Linked DNA regions of Mus musculus: region 1 is linked to region 2. Evidence: chromatin contacts called from public HiChIP or PLAC-seq data. All regions are on one chromosome and are shown on one strand. The core of a region is the stretch at or near the end of the contact, and the rest is flanking DNA. Distances in the headings are between cores, read along the strand shown. Region 1 overlaps Mlph (melanophilin). Region 2 has its middle 21 kb from the start of Gm34930.

Region 1 (4,367 bases), core at 281-2,780, 710 kb before region 2:
GGTCTCTGGTTCTCTGAATTCTCCCTTTGTGAGACTGAGGTGAGCCACAGCAGTGTTATCTCAGCTCTACCTAGAAATTCTGTGTTCCCATGGGGCTTTGGTGTCTGTCCTGGACTCACATAGCAACAAGGACCCTCCTATCCTCAAGTTATTGTGAGTCTGGGGACAAGGTTGAGGTGTCACATTGTATCCTCATGTCACTTTTGCAACGGGGACTAACCCCTCACAGGCCAGCGGCAAGTTGCAGAACTTTGCTGACAGAGGATAGAGAAGGCTGCAGCATGTGGTGACTCAGTGGTACCTCGGTCGGTCCGTGGCCAGTCTTCTTAAGTTCAGATCAAGGGTGGCAGACTGCGTGGGAACCCATCTCTTTGCCTTAGATGAGGTTTTTGAAGGACCCAGAATAGCTATTTGCTTTGGTCAGGGTGGGGGGAGTCCAAGAAAGCCCACATACATATTTCAGGTGGGCTTTGGACATGAGACAGCTGCCATTTCTTGGATGCCTGAAGCCACTCTCCAACATGATGTACTTAGGCCACAGAACCTGTAAGTGGCGTTATGACTTGAAATGAAGTTGGATCATGGAGGGCTGGAAAGGAACTACCGAGAACGATGTGACCACTAGCGACTGGCTGCTGCTCATCTGTCCTGGGCTATGCTTAACTTAGGGATGGGGAAGAGGAGTGACAGTCAGGAATTTCTTCAGTGAGGAAGTGCAGGCTGGGGATGCTGGTCCAGTTTCAGTACCCGTGATGTCTCCACCTGGCTGAGGATTCCTCTCATCTACCCATAAATGACCACATTGTATTACCTTGTTATTGTGCACGGATGGCTTTATGCGGATGGCCTATGCAGGAGACCTCACCTGCCCATCCTTGGAGCACTGTGCACTAACCATCTGCAAGATCTCTGAGACTCTTCTCTTGAAGCCATACTTGGGACTTCAGCCTCCCTTAATGGAAGGCTGTGGCCTCATCTCACTTAGCCCAGGGGATTACCTGGGCTGAGGGTGGCAGAACCGTATTCTCCAGGTGGACTAGCAGGTGCTCCACAGCTGACATTCGCTTGTTCAACTCCAAGATCTGCGGCAGAGGAAGAAGAGCAGTGGTCTGGTTATAGTGGAGGGTCTCACGGTAACCCCCACCAGCACAGTGTCTTCCTCCTCTGAAGTCCAGCTAAGGCCATTACCTATGACAGAGCCCTGAAGGTTAACTGTAAACAACCTCTTTCTGACACCAAGGGTACTGGAAGCAAGAGGGAAGGTCAGTGGGGGTGGGGTGGGGTGGGGGTGGGGTGGGAAAAACATGTAGGAAAGGTGAGACACACCCAGCCAGACTAAGTGGCAGAAAGCACTGACTGTGGCTGTCACCGGGTGGCTCCAGGTCACTTAATGCACAGGAAGATGTGCATTAAGCAGGACACGGTGACCAAAGTCATTAGGTAGCAGAAGCCCTGGGTCACTTGTGACCCAGAGCACAACTTTCTAATCCTTTGAGTCACCAGACTCTTGAGTCACCCAGTCTATTAGCTCCCAGACAGAGGCAGGAAAATCGATTCCTCTTCGCTAGGCCTCCTCGCAGGCAGCCTCTCTGTCTTACATTATCTCATTTACCGCTTGCCCGGCCTTATGAGAGGGAAATGACACTTACAGGGGCGGGAAGCTGCCATTGTTGGTGGGTAATTACCACAGCACTGAGAACTTGGAGTGAAGGAAGACGGGCACACTGGAAATGTCAACATGGGTGTCTTTGAGCCCTCTGCCTATGCTTGCCCTCTGTGGACAGCCGTGACTTGGGGGTCATACGACCTGGCCCATTTGTTGTAGGTGGTGGTAACACTGATCGATATTCTCAGTAGGTTGCTCAGCATGTGGCTTGGTCTATTCACCCGTGAGGTAGAGGTGGGGGCTCAGAGAGAGGAAAAGCCATTGCCTACCCAGTGCCGATACTGTCATTGTGAGCCCCACATGGAGTGAACAAGAAGGGAAGCCACTAAGGAGGCTGGCTAGCTGGGCCGAAGAGGAAGGCAGAGGCTGGGAGGGACCAGCAAAATAATAGACGGGGCTGTTGGCTTAGGGTTCGGCGTGGCTTTCTGATGAGGCCCTGGCTGCAGCTAGGGAGAAGTGAGGCCCACCAGGCCAGTAAGACACACAAGGAACACAGTCAACTCCAGCATCTGTCTGGTGTCTGGAGCCTGGAGCCTCTGGTACTTTGCAGACAAGTTCACAGCACAAAGGGTCTCCTGAGGGGCCACAGTTTCAAGGAGGGCTGGAGTCCCCCATGTTTCCAAGATGGAGGCAAACTCAGGAGGGAGCTAAGGAACCTCATTTCCCCTGTGGAAAATAAAAGACCTGGGCATGGCAGGGCTACTGTGTCCCTAGACTTGAGAGGCTGAGGCAGGAGGATGGCAAGCTTCAGACCAGACTGAGCTAAACAGAGAGAGCTTGTCTCATACATCCAAGGGCTCAGCTTTCAAAAGCTCACCCTACATGTGTGACTCAGAGGCCCTGGGTGGGATTTTCCCCAGACTCTCCCTTCAGAATTTCTCTATCCATTTCATATGTATGTAAACCATCATGGCAGGTTAATTAAGTCCTGTCTAGGCTCCAAACTCTGGATCCATTCTTTTCCAATACAAGTGTCACCATCCCCTGCAGGAGTCAGCAGAGTGTGACCCAAACCTTGTTTGAACATGGAAATCTCTCTGTCTCTGTCTCTGTCTCTCTTAATTGATTCATTAGTTAATTAGTTAAATTTTTTGGAACTCTCTTTTGTCTTAAAAACAGAGCACATGAGGTTCTTCTCTGGCTAAAACATACAGATTGCATGGCTGTCTCTTGGGGGCTCTGCTTTCAATCTTGGTGAGTGTATAATCAGAATTCACCATCACTCTGTGTATGATCACAGAAGAACCAGGTGGGTGCTATAGTTTTACTTCTTAGAGACAGATTCTGGATATGAAGCCTCAGCCGGCTTTGAACTTGAGCTCCTTCGACCGTCTCTCAGGCCGTCTGATTAGCCATAGGCATGGTTCTTTTCTTTTTCCTCACCACCTCTTAACATTTTGAGGCTCTGCCAGTCTTAACCTTTATGTTATTCAAATTCACTCCAATAAAGCATCCCTATGCTACAGGCTATTTCTTGTCTAAAAGTGCTAAAAGCTTCAGTTTCTTTAAACTGACCTGGAGAGAGAGAGAGAGAGAGAGAGAGAGAGAGAGAGAGAGAGAGAGAGAGAGAGAGAGAGAGTCCATCCACACAGATAGACTTCTCCCAAACCTCCTTACCTGAGTCTCAGGCACAGTCCGGGCCCTCCTCTTGCTATGCTGGGAGGCTGCCCTGGGACCCTGGATACTGTCTTCATCAGAGGTGTCTACATCAGCCAGGTACTGTGAGGGCAGATGTTTGCCCCTGACATCGTCTGTTCCTTTGGAGAAAGACAGGGTTTGAATTGGAGTGAAGCATCAAGAGCTTAGGAACATGTCTGCCCCAGGGAAGCAAAGTTAGCCATAGCCATGTTCCATTAGGGTGTGTGTGGTCACAGGTTCCCACACCACACACCTCCAGGAAAGAGGCCCCTCCCACCCTGGATGGGATGGTGGCATAGAGCTTGAGAAGTTGACAATGGGTAGGTGTAATATAATTCTAAAGTCTAAATTGCAAACATGGCCAGATTGCACACGTGTGTAGGGCACAGGGCCCTAGCATGGCCTTTCCACTAATGGAGGTAGCTTTCCAAACCCTTTCCACACACACCCATGTGGCCACTGAGGGTTCTTTCTTGTTCACAGAGTTTTGTGGTGAGAGACCCTTGCAGTGTGGCTTGAATAACTATTCTGAGCCCTAGCAGGAGGTGACCCCATCATATTGTGTCCTCACCCATAATTACCCACTACCTCTGCTTGGCCCAAATGGTACCTCGAGCAATAACAGAGAGGCCAGGAAGGAAGTATACGACAACTCCCCTCCAGAAATTTCAAGGCACACACCATGTCCTGTGTCTGATGCTCATCAGGTCCCACCCTGCATTATGAATCCTGCCCAGAAACTGCCCGAGTGACATTACACCCCTTCCAACAGAGCCTAGGAGACCCTCTGCCAAATATATCCAAACCCAGCCCATGCTCTGACTCCTTAGGAGTTGTTAAGTTGCTTTAAGATGCTAAGTTGGTCATATTTGTCAACAGATGTGACCATCTCATTTAGTCCCTACAACGTTGGGGTGAGCTAGAAATGGCTGCCCGTCCTAGCAAGAATGAGGAGGGACAGAGAAGCCATATGACCTGCTGGTACTCCCTAGCATTATGCCCTTGCTCCATCCAGAGAAGAGCTGGCCACACTCTGACACTCCTTGCTTTACGTTCACTGTCG
Region 2 (4,574 bases), core at 1,494-3,993:
CTGCTGGTTTCCTGCTTCGACCACTTGTCCTGCTGGAGGCAGCCTAAGGGAGAGGCTTCAGAACCAGATGGTCTTGGGTTTAAATTGGGGGCTAACAATCAACTGAGTTCACGGGCTATTTGCTTGATGTTACTAAAGCTGCCAAAACCCCATAGTGAGAGCCAAAAGTGCCCGGAGCTCTAGCTTGGTCTACCAAGAACACAGGAGCTGTCTGATTTCTTCTTTTCTCTCAGTGTGCCCAGTTCCACCTTAAAAGACAATTCACAGAGCAATGTTTCTCTTCTGTCCACACGAAGAAAACAACAACCACACACACACACACACACACACACACACACACACACACACACACACACACACACACACGGCACCATACCACACACTCCCTACAACACAGCAGCTCTCAGACTCTATGCAGGAAGCTATGATGTAGACAGGTCCTGGTAAGACAGCACTGGCAGTGATTTCTTGATGTATCTAGTGGCCACGAGACAATCGTTTCATCGGTTGAAATCAGCCCCATTTCTGCTTTGGGGGTGTTTGTTAACACGACGTTCCCTCTAAAGACAAGCAAGTGAACACAGTGCACAGAGCAGGGTTGAATGCTAAACGTCTGGCTTTGCTTATCTGTACACTAATGTATGCAGCGATTCAGCAGTGAGTACTTGGCACGAGGCCAACAGGGCCTGTTGAAAGGCCGGACACTAGGGTACTGACAACACTGGCCACTTAAGACAAGATTCCAGAAAGTTTGGGCACCCCACCTTTCTACAGGTCACTACACCTGGCCTTTGCTACATGAGACGAGTGGCAGTTACATCCAAGGCTGCCTCCTGCTCTGCCTCAGTGGGACTCAGTTAACAGGTCTCATTATGTCCTATTACTAACAGGCACCTGGCGGATCAGTACTAATCTATGACCCGGGGCTCCTCCCCAAACATCTGAAATGGATCCCCCACTCCTGGGATGGCTCTGTTGGCTTGACTTTTCCAGGTTGGGTTGGATACTTTTCTCTGGATGTGTGGAAAGGCACTAAAAGCATTTGCCTGGATACAGCCCAAACCAAGGATAAATAAGCGCTCCTGGAGGAATGCATTTCCTCTCTGTATACCCCAAGGATGGTCTACTTACAGAACGGTGCAGGTAAGACCTCCAAGGAACAGTCATTTGCTTTTACACTTAAAATATCCGTGCACATCATTTCCAGGAAGTTAGTTTTCCCACAGCCTCTTTCCCAATCCTTTAAAGGTCTCTCTCCTAAGGATGTCTCCCAAGAGACAAGGAAATGTCTCTCTTTCCCAAGATACTCACCCATGGGTGGATCTAAGATGGCTCTGCCCCACCTCTGATTTCTCCACTCTATTTGCCTTTGGGAAGCTCAAATTTAAAGCAGAAAGAAGAAAAAATTCAGTGTGGGCTCTGTGGTGCCCAAGTCTCTCTCTCTCTCTCTCTCTCTCTCTCTCTCTCTCTCTCTGTGTGTGTGTGTGTGTGTGTACGTGCTTTTGTGTCTCTCTGTGTGTACATACATGTATGTGCATGAGTGCTAGCATGTATATATGTGTGCATTCGAGTATGAGAATGTGTATGAGTGTAAATGTGTTCCTGCATGTGTGTGAGCATGCCAGTGTGAGTGTGTGTGCATGTGTATATGTGTATATATGTCTGAGGTGTGTGTGTATGTGAGTATGTGTGTATGTGTGTATGTGAGTATGTGTGCGTGCACACACACTTGCCCATGTGTAGGTCAGAGATTTATGTCAGGTGTCTTAGGTGTTTTCTTCAATCCATTTTCACTTTTTTTTTAAACACGGGCACTCTCCCTGAACCTGGAACTCACATATTGGCTAAACTGGCTGCCTCCCAGCACTGGGATGACAGACTCACTCCTCCTCTTCCTCCTCTTCTTCCTCCTCTTCCTCCTCTTCCTCCTCTTCCTCCTTCTCTTGTTTGATGTTGTTGTTAATGTGGGTACTGGACATGGAGAATGGAGACTCGGGCCTTTGAGTTTGACCTTACCAACTGAGCCATCTCCCTTTGCCCCTTAACCTGAATTGTATCCAGTCCCTGGAAAATTTTGAGAGAATATGAACAGTGGGGCCCACCCTGTAGCCCCTAAAACAAAGCCCCATGGGAGCAGCCCCAGAAACCCATGGTGTTTTGGAATCTTCCAGTTAAGTCTCCCCGCTGGAATGCGTGAATTCAGAGTTACCACTGACGGTTGGAAGGATCCTTCAGGACTTCTCAGATCCTGGGATGCATTGTGAATTTCCCACAATGCAATGCAGGGTTTCTCAACCATATCTGACTTCCAAGCATGCTTTTCCAAGCAAGGGGCAGGGGTCACTTAGAGGCAACCTCTGCTGAAGTACCTCACCTCAGGAGCCATCCCAACACTCTTGCTGGCCAGACTTAATGAAGTCACTCACGGCTAGTTTGTCTCAATGGTATCTCACAGTCTGATGGTTGAGAAATGAGAGCCGGGACCTGGCTTTCAGGTTTGGCCACAAAGGCAGGCGATGACTTAGCTGATCTCAAACGTGATTTATCTTTCCCCACCCAGACTCTCACCAGGAAGATGAATGCCTGGGGTCCACACAGTAAGACTAGCTGGGGCAAAGAAGAAGTGATGAATTGATTAAGTCGGTTTAGAGGCAGGCCACCAGCAACCACACCTAATTACTCAGTCAGCACTCAGGGCCTGAGCATGAATTCCACACCAGTGACTCACTGGTCTTCCTTCCACAGGCTGCCGGACATGTTTCCTCCTTGAACACTTTGGGCGAGCTTGAGGAGCCCTGGCCTCTGCTAGCACTGTAGCCCATGGGCATCACCCAGGCAAGATGCCAGCCCTGACGATAGAGAGGAAGTATCTGGGGACCCAAGACTGTTCTCATAGAACATGGGATAATTTAAAGTTCGGCCTCTGCTTGTGTCAAGTATTAGGACTGACAACAAAGAGGAAAGAGAGAAATGTTAGACACCAGAGAGAGGGGAGGAGAAGTGGCCCCTGACTGCCTGTCTGTTGGGAGGGGTTGTGTGAGGTCCAGAGAAGGGGTTGGCTGTCTCAAGGTCCAGGCAAGAGAAGAATTCCTGATAATCACTCAGGAAAGAGAATATGGTGCAGGGTGGGGATAGGGAGGTGTGTGTGGGGGGTGGGGGAGGGGGACCTTCCTAAGGGTATCAGGGGTCTTGGAAAGCCATCAAAAGGAAGCCCAGAGCTCAGCTTCAGGGAAGCAGCAGCTGCCTCCAATGTTGGTGTATCTCAGCTAGGGAAGGACCCAAAGCTAAGTAGCCAAAAGGAGCTACAAGCAGGCACTGCCATGGGAACTGGGGCTACAGAGATGAGATGAGCCTGCCAGAGACACTGAACACAGTAGAGAGGGAAGAGGACCTCTCAGGCTGTGACAAAAGAAAAAAAGAAAAAGAAAAAGAAAAAGAAAAAAACCCAAAAAAAACTACAAAGTATAGTGGTAGAAGGCAGTGGCTGAAGTCACTCCTTCCACCTAAGGCACAGAAGAGGAGGATGGGAAAATGTCTGAGAGCACCAGGAAAGAAAGGCTAAATAGTCCCTCAACAGAAATGGAGGGCAAGGGGCTCCGGGAACCACAGTCACACCCAGATCAGGCAGCCTACTCAGGGATGCAGCCAGCATCCTCAGCAAACAAAAGAACCACCTCCAAGTTAGGGTTGGTTTGCCTCAGCACTGTGGACATTTAGGACTGGATCATAGACTACCGCAAGCACCACCCTGGGTACTACAGGATGTCTAGACACATCCCTGACCTCTGGCTACTGGATATTAGTTAGCAGCAGCATCCAAGTATAACACCCAAGCTATCTCCAGACCTTGTCAAGGATTCCCTGGGAGCAGAACCACGCCCTGTTGAGAACCACTACTCTGACTCATGGCAGGGGGAGATCACATGGGTCTTCCATCTCAGGTAAGCTCATCTGAAGAAATTGCACATGCAAATCGGTGGATGGTAGAGTAAGAAGGACCCTTTTTGTCAGCAGGACACTGCAGTACAGCAGTAGCTGGATCCACTGTGGCATGGCTAAGCTCAGAGGCAGCCCATTTCCTATGACCAGTGAAGCATAGGGCGTAGCCATGTATTTCCAGGGAAGTGATGCTTCCTTCTGCCGTATGTTTCACAAGGTACAGAAGGGAAAAGCAAGCAGAGAAAGAAGGGGGACGGAGCTCAACTGTGACAGTCACTAGCATCATGCTGACCCCTGCAAGGACAGATTGGACAGCGTGAGCTTCCCTGGCAGAGCAGAAGCCTGAAGAAACACAAAGCTAGAGTTGTACAGGCCTGCACTGGCTCTCAGCCTCAGAGCCAGGACATCTGTCAAAGCAGGACACCAGAGTCATACATACAGCATGCTCCGTCACACCATGTACACAAGACAATACACACAGAGCTTACCATCATACAAAATAGGCCAGCCAGGAGACACTATATACACAGGATAGAGACTATACATACACAACACACCATACAGCATTTACATGCTAGTATATATGTGTATATATACCTGACCCCACGGAGTGGCACTATTTGGAGGTGTGACCT

The links. HiChIP or PLAC-seq counts read pairs in DNA pulled down with a chosen protein or histone mark.
Region 1: a FOXA1 HiChIP or PLAC-seq map of pancreatic cancer cells shows a contact between it and region 2. The contact joins two enhancer-like sites. A contact is called at or near these places in 1 of 115 datasets of contacts at active chromatin or transcription factors (pancreatic cancer cells) and 1 of 9 other capture datasets (embryonic stem cells).

What each region holds. Positions count from the first base shown.
Region 1 is chr1:90,934,369-90,938,735 of GRCm38.p6, reverse strand. It overlaps Mlph (melanophilin), which reads right to left. Exons shown (of 16, transcript NM_053015.3): 8 at 3,284-3,423; 9 at 999-1,082. Among named protein-coding and RNA genes, the nearest start is that of Prlh, 17 kb to the left of the region's middle. Within about 2 kb of position 1,530, at least 7 of the 459 cell types and tissues checked have an H3K27ac peak or open chromatin away from gene starts, as enhancers often do. A contact at or near this core is called in pancreatic cancer cells, where this site is marked.
Region 2 is chr1:90,223,975-90,228,548 of GRCm38.p6, reverse strand. No RefSeq gene overlaps it. Among named protein-coding and RNA genes, the nearest start is that of Gm34930, 21 kb to the left of the region's middle. Within about 2 kb of position 2,743, at least 98 of the 459 cell types and tissues checked have an H3K27ac peak or open chromatin away from gene starts, as enhancers often do. A contact at or near this core is called in pancreatic cancer cells, where this site is marked.